Regions from separate parts of the Hordeum vulgare genome. Here region 2 is linked to region 1. The links are chromatin contacts, called in public Hi-C maps. All regions are on one chromosome and are shown on one strand. The core of a region is the stretch at or near the end of the contact, and the rest is flanking DNA. Distances in the headings are between cores, read along the strand shown. Region 1 has its middle 17 kb from the start of LOC123428673. Region 2 has its middle 9.4 kb from the start of LOC123427421.

Region 1 (3,564 bases), core at 52-2,551:
GTGATGTGCAACAGATATGTCCGTATGTGCTAAGCGAGGGACAGTGCCGGCTTTATGACGAAGATGCTAAAAAGACCAACAGACATGGGAGATTAATGTTGATGGCAGAAACTACAAATGTACACAACGCATGGTAGTGGTACCGGCATATGCTCGATATGGGCAGAAAAACTTAGAGGACCACTGGCTACGAGAGAGAGAGAAAGAGAGGAAGAGAGAGAGGGAGGGAGAGAGAGAGATCCATCAATCGGCAGAAAAATCTCTTCCACCGTCGTCCTTCATGCCTTTCCATATCGATACCATCCATTACAAACTACAGTTCGCCGTTGGATGTCAAGGTACGCGCAAAACGTATGGATAGTACTAGTACGTACTCCTTAACTGGGCAGGCTAGACGCCTTTTGATCGCTCTTATTAGGGGAGGATGTACGCCTTTTACTGAGCATATATAATAACTTCATTGCACTAGTCGTTGTACGTACACATGCATGTAGCTAGCGCAAGCATGCATGCATGCGGTCCTGACATTTGAGTTTGACATGCAGCGCGCGGGCAGGCAGCAGGCATGCGTACGTACGTACGTACGTGCACGGTGCACATATGTCAAGTCCTAACTGTGCAGTATCACTGTATGAGATGGCGTGATAAACAGTGTCGAAAAAAATTCTGACCTCTCTCCTCATGCTCACAGGACAGGATCTCAATATAATGTGTTAGAGAGGGCGGAGACTTTTTGGAACAACCTTGTAAAAGCCTCTGCACTTGTGTCCCTCCCTCCTACGTACGCAGCGAGCAGCAGATCCACCTCTAGGCACTGGCTCGATACCGATCCATGGTGTGGCAATGACAAGGAGCTCTGCTGGACGGACGTACGTACGTAGTACTGCGTTGGTTCCCCAATAGCTAGTCCCTGTAGCTCACACCCCACCACTAGCGATCTCTCCTTTGTCAGCCCCCGGCCCGGCCACGTCTTTGTTAAGATTAATTGGTGCATGTGATCAGATCGATGGAAACCAATCCAACCACATCCCAACAAGCTGCATTATGACCCCTGCCCAGGCCGTGCAATTTGCAACTCCATGAGACCATGAGAGACAGAGTGTGTGTGGTGATCTGCGAGATCGAAAGAGAGAGAGAGAGGTGTGGCCTCTGTGTAGTATGAGAGAGAGAGAGAGAGAGAGGCTTGATGAGCTGGGTGTCCGGGCCAAAGAAACAAAGCTGGGGGACTACACTGGCGGTGCATGCATGCAGGAGAGGGTGGGAAGACCCAAACAATTCCTACCAATTCCGAACAGAGAGGGGCCGGGCCGAGGCCCACCGCCGGGACGGGCCCCGTCGGCTGCGCGCCCTGACGAAACCGTTGAGCTCTCCCCCGTTGCGTCGCTTTCGCTCGCCTCCGGTCCCCATGCTTCCGGGCTCGATCCCATGGCCGACCTGTGTCAGCCCGTGTGTGTTCCGTCTCGGCCTCGAGTATATATCCCCATCCCCTCCCTCCCGTGGCGTGCCGGGCATGGATACCACCAGATTATCTCGGTTCAATGACAGTAACATGCGATTTCTGTGGTGACTAGCTCGTAAGAACGAAAAGTAACTCCAACGGACCGATCTAAATGACGTCGATTTTGTTCTTTTTTGTTCGTTAGGGTCATCCATCCTCGTTCATGTCTCCTTTCTAAGTGGGCCAGCCAGTGCGTTCAATAAAAGCGGATATATTTTCTGATGTCCGTTTGTCATTTCATTGAACACGTAGCACGCGGAGAGATTGCAGTGAGGAACGACGTTGGTGCATTAGTGCCGCCTCCGCACGGTGGCCGTTGCTGCCGCCCTCCTGCTCCCATCGCGCCCCCGCAGCGCCATCCTGCTGCTTAGCATGCCCTCCTGCCCAAAGCTCCGAGCCAGCGCTGCCACGCTGCCAAGCCCAGTAGTTGCCGCCACAGCCCCGTCTCCGATTACTAGGGAAAACGTTACCAGTTGCGCTGGTTTTCGGGCTACCAGTAATACAACTGTCATTGCTACTGCTAAGACGCTACCTTTAGTATTTGGCGGTAGCGTGTTTTACACGCAGCGTTACTACTAGTTCTGATAGCAGTAGCCTTGTTTCTATCAAGCACCACTACTATCTATTCGTGTTTTCTTTATTTGTATACCGTTATACAAGTTTTATACGGTACCAACGAAGAGGTAGTGAGTGTTGGTTAGATTAAACTGGATGGATCCAATTAACCAAGTTAGATTAGTAGGACGATATAATATTGGGACGGCACACAAATGCCGAATGATAAGCACAACTGTGTGTTGTCCCAACATCATATCATTCTACTAATTCAATTTGATTAATTGGATTCATCAATTATAATCTAATCCATATTTTTTACACCCAATGATATAACAACTCATCATCATATTATCGTAACTCATCATCTAGCATATCACAAGTTAGCAATACTAACTAATTGTTGTCATACTAGTTAAATAAATGATCATCATTGTAGCGCATGATGATGATGAGTACAAGCTAGAACCTACTTCCCTCTCTTAGGTAAATAGCATAAAAAGGTAAACTCATTCATCTCCGCTATGAAGAATACAGATCAATCTATCTTCAATTTGTGCCATGCGCAAATCCTTATCGTCTTTGCCAAGTGGTTGCATACATGCTTTTATTGCGTTGCTCCATCCTTTGATATTCATGGTTTCATCCCTTCGAAACATCGTCTATCTACGTGGGAAACTCACCCAGAGAATTGGCCGTAAGCTAACCATATGCAAATAACCTTCGGTGAACATCACGATAGGCACAGTCTCTAACGAAAGTATCTGTTGAAGAACATAATTAATGATAACATAGTTAGCAAACTACTTTCGCTCAAAAAGAATGTATGCAAAAGTTGGACTAGTGACACAATAGTACAAAATAATCTTGTAAAGATGTCTGAAGTGATCTTAACATGGTTCAACTCGTGCACTAGTGACACGTATCCACTATAACTGTCATCAATCATGTAATTGGTCTTAAAATGCTCAACATCATGAATAAATAATATCAGATAATTTTTCTTCAACCAAGTAAGTTCTGAGCCATAACTGTATTAGGTTCATGTAGGGGAACGTTGCACCGGGAACAAAAAAATTCCTACGCACACGCAAGACCTATCCATGGTGATGATCATCTACGAAAGGGGAGAGTACATCTACACATCCTTGTAGATCGCTAAGCGGAAGCGTATATAATGCGGTTGATGTAGTCGAACATCTTCGCGATCCAAATCGTAGTCCGTCCCGCGATCTCATCACGAAACGTCCCGCGATCCCATCACGATCCATTCCGATCTAGTGCCGAACGGACGACACCTCCGCGTTTAGCACACGTACAGCTCGATGATGATCTCCGCCTTCTTGATCCAGCAAGAGAGACGAAGAGGTAGCTGAATTCTTCGGCGGCACAATGGCGTGGCGGCGATGGTGTTGGAGCTACTCCGACAGAGCTTCTCCGTACCGTACCGAACTAGCTACGGGATGTTACGAAGTGGTGGATGGAGAGAGGGATGCGCCTTGGCTTGAGGT
Region 2 (3,752 bases), core at 769-3,268, 630 kb before region 1:
ACATATGATACTCCCTCCGTTCAAGTGTGTTGGGCACCTAAGAGAAGCCTGGAATTCCAAAAGTATAAGTCGCCTAAGTCATTATAGGTGCATTAATCTTCATAATTAACACTCCCTTGAAAAATGTTATACCAACGCATGCAATCCTCCTCCTCTTAAACTTAATCCCAATTAATTAGGTAACAATATATCTAGTGTGAGGTTTGGTTGCATGTTATAAATTTAAATTCATGGGTTAGCTAAACCGTGCCAGCTATTATTGTTCGATTAATTGCAACATTTTGTAAAGAGAGATTCGGGTGGTGATTGGCTTCCTTTATGGTTCGAATTATTTACCTTGCCCAATCTCCTTGTGCCTAGATTGCAATGCTCCTCCTTAGGTGCACTACACACGTGGAGTAAGGGATTACTACCTCCATCCCGATGTATAAGTTATTCACGTAGTTATACATCGATAATTTAACTATCTAAATATGTATTACATGTGACCAAAAATATATATATTTAGAAACTACATCCGTGTAAAAATCTAGTGATATACTTTTCATGACATATAACACACATTTAATTTCTTAAATCGATGACCTAGAACTGCACGAATGACTTATACACCGGAACGGAGGTAGTACTATGCATTACAGATGTAGTATCATGATAATAATGTATGAAATGTACATGAAAGGTTAAATACCGAAATGTACCCAAACATAATTGAATGGCCGACTTCTACATCTTTGTCCATGAAAGGTTAAATACCATGTACGTTTTAGAGGTCGGTGTTGGAGATGTCGTTAGGCCCTTTCCAGTGCTCCACCTTGTACCGGTGCTAAGGATGTCATGTAGGCGAAAAATCTGACATGACAGTGTAATTAAAAGGAGAGAGGTAAGTTTGGTTACCGTAAAAAGAAACAATATCAAGCGCTGGAACCTATGCAAAACACTTAGATGAAGGAAGCCCACCAATGCATGAACTAGTTTAGTTACTAAATCATTTAATAAAATGGGCTTAGCTACAACAAACTAAACACCTATGCATTGGAAGCTTTGGTTGCTAAAGTATTTAATGTGCTTAGCACTTCATTGAAGCACTTGTGCATTGCAAGAGGCCTTAGACATGTGTCAATGCTAGTTTCTTAGCGTGATTTCATAGCCATTTTGGTGGCATGCCATATTAGTTAATGAAGAAAGAGAGTAAGGTTGTATTGTACTTCCTCCGTCACGGTTTAGAAGGCATGGTTCCGTTTACATGCATTTCCATAATAGAAGAGGATTATGGCGTGTGGCATTTAATGCTTAATTAATTAGAAGTACTAGTAGGCTACATGCACTCTTCGTTTAGTGGTTGTGTGAGTTACTCTGCATTATCTTCTCAAATAGTTAGGCGTCGTGCGGTTATTGTGTGAGCACTTGCAAAAAATTTAGATCCAATCAAGATTCACCTTGGTCCCAGAAATTGCTCATGCGCGCTTTCTAAACCGTGACAGAGGAAGTAGCTAACATACAGCTCTTGCACGTGGCTATAGGTAAAAAATAATTCTAGCCCAATCATATGCATATATTAGCTCAAATTATGAAATGTAGATACAACTCATACTCTCTCTGTTCCAAAATATAAGACATTTTAGGAATTTCACTAGGAGACTACATTCGGTGTAAAATGAGTGAATCTGTACTTTAAAATATGTCTATGTACATCCGTATGTAGTTTATAGTACAATCTCTAAAATGTCTTATATTTAGGAACGGAGGGAGTAAGAAATAATGCATTGACATGTTTATTTCTTAAATTATTAATGCTCCTATAATAACATGATAAAGTACGATGCATTGACACATGTCTTACATCCCTATTTGCCCAAACGATTATCAAAAGGTGTTTCCGATTGCTGTTCTTGCAGTCGGCCTTGATATATTTCTTTCGTCTTACTACAATAATTTTACAGAGGACCACACTTCCTTCTGTTGCGGTGCGGGCCCACGTGTCAGCGCCAGGCTAGCCTTTTCTTAGGTGGGCCCGCCCTCCAGCTATGTTTGCCAAACCAATCGATGGATGCGCCTGGACTGGATCGATGGCATCTTTGAACAGTTGGTTGGCCACTCGCTCTTTCCGCTGAGCCGTCGTTTTCACTAGCTTCGGGGGGGTCAAAAACAATTCGGAGATCTCGCCCAGCCCGCCAGTTAGTTATCCGCCCATTCGTTCGGGCCAAAGCTCTGAAGTCTGAACCATCCCTCCTATCTTTACTCCACACAAGGCGTGACGAGGAAGCGCCATCATATCATTGTGCCTGATGCTTCTATCCATCCATGCATCTGATCTCCTCGTCTCGATCGCCTCGCCGCTACAAACATCTCCTCTCAGACTTATGTCCATGGCGGCAGCGGCGGCAGCAGCAGCATGGGGCTTTCTCCATCTGCCATGCGACTTTGTCTCTTACCGCTTCAGCAGCTGCCGCCTCTCTGGTCACCTCCTGCCCCTCCACGGCTGCAATTAGACTGACAGGCGTTGAAACTTCAGGGAGATAATTAAACCCACCCATCATGTCGTCCTTAGCTAGTGGTAGGTTTACGACACATAGACCGGTCCAGCTTCTGTATCCAGTGAATCTTGATTTGTAGTACTATCTGCCATGTGATATCGTGCGTGCCGTATCGAGTTAAACTATTTTCCAGTTAGCTTTCCAGAGGGCAAAGCTAGTAGCTGATGCTAATTTACTTAGTCGGGTCGCATCACATGACGGGGATTATTGGTACGACGGGAGTTCATGCCGACATGTGATAAAGCCACAAGAAATACTGTCTCAGCGGATCTATACTCACGTAGAAACTGGGATTAGGGTTACTACTTGCCTGAAACTGGACGTACAACATCTGGGGTTGAAGCCTATACACACGTACAACATCTGCCAAGGAAAAAGCTGTTGATATAGGAGCTGGAGCACGCAAGTTAAAGCTGCGGCCGGCCTGCGCTTGGACTAGTTGTCTTGAGCATGGACTAGCAAGCTAGCTAGGTAGCTAGGTGGAGCTACTCTACTGTACGTGCATACCCCGGCCTTCCTTTTGCAGTTTTTGCCTCTGGCGTCGATCAGCTCATGCATGCCACGCTGAGGTTACGGAGCACAGTGGCAGCTCTTTTTGTGTGTTTTCTTGGAGCATGCGGCCGCAAAAGGCTGGGGCACTTGTCGCACAGATGTTGGTTCTGCCTGGCTAGCTCAGGCTCAGCTGCTCAGTTTCGACATGTAGGCGTACGGTATGCCACGGATTTATGTCGTGTAGGACAGGTAAAGTACTGTGCTAGAGTAGTAAATATACACAAAGGGTCTTCGTGTCAATTCATTGCATGCTCTCCTGTCACGTCAAATTTTACTGAAGGATGCCACAAGCCAAAAGTGAGAAGTGTGCAATTCGTAGATATTGGATATACGTACATGTAGGTCGGAAGCAGATATGGGTTATATCCTGAATGTGGTCGCTTATAAGAGCATATACAACCGGACATTACAAATATGATTCCTAAACTTCCACGAACATCTTTTATTTGTGCGTCCGCGTAACCACAATCTTTATTTTCTTTCTTATATGTTCGGTCACTTGCACGTTATTGATGGAGAGGAAGAGAGAGAAAGAAAAATAAATAAATAACAAATAAGTAAAAAGGTGGTTCGACATGAGGTCGCGTCCTATGTAACGGACTGACCGAGCACGCCCGAGCATGTATGCAAGCTCTCATATCCTCTCCATATTTGAGATGAATA

The links. Hi-C and Micro-C count contacts between places; a contact is called where the count stands out from the background.
Region 2: a contact with region 1 is called in a Hi-C map of leaf, with 2.7 times the contacts expected there. The contact joins two enhancer-like sites. A contact is called at or near these places in 3 of 6 Hi-C or Micro-C datasets (leaf and seedling) and 1 of 1 datasets of contacts at active chromatin or transcription factors (embryo).

Annotation. Positions count from the first base shown.
Region 1 is chr2H:579,198,963-579,202,526 of MorexV3_pseudomolecules_assembly, reverse strand. No RefSeq gene overlaps it. Among protein-coding and RNA genes, the nearest start is that of LOC123428673, 17 kb to the left of the region's middle. Within about 2 kb of position 1,301, at least 3 of the 3 cell types and tissues checked have open chromatin away from gene starts, as enhancers often do. A contact at or near this core is called in leaf and seedling, where this site is marked.
Region 2 is chr2H:579,826,882-579,830,633 of MorexV3_pseudomolecules_assembly, reverse strand. No RefSeq gene overlaps it. Among protein-coding and RNA genes, the nearest start is that of LOC123427421, 9.4 kb to the right of the region's middle. Within about 2 kb of position 2,018, at least 3 of the 3 cell types and tissues checked have open chromatin away from gene starts, as enhancers often do. A contact at or near this core is called in leaf and seedling, where this site is marked.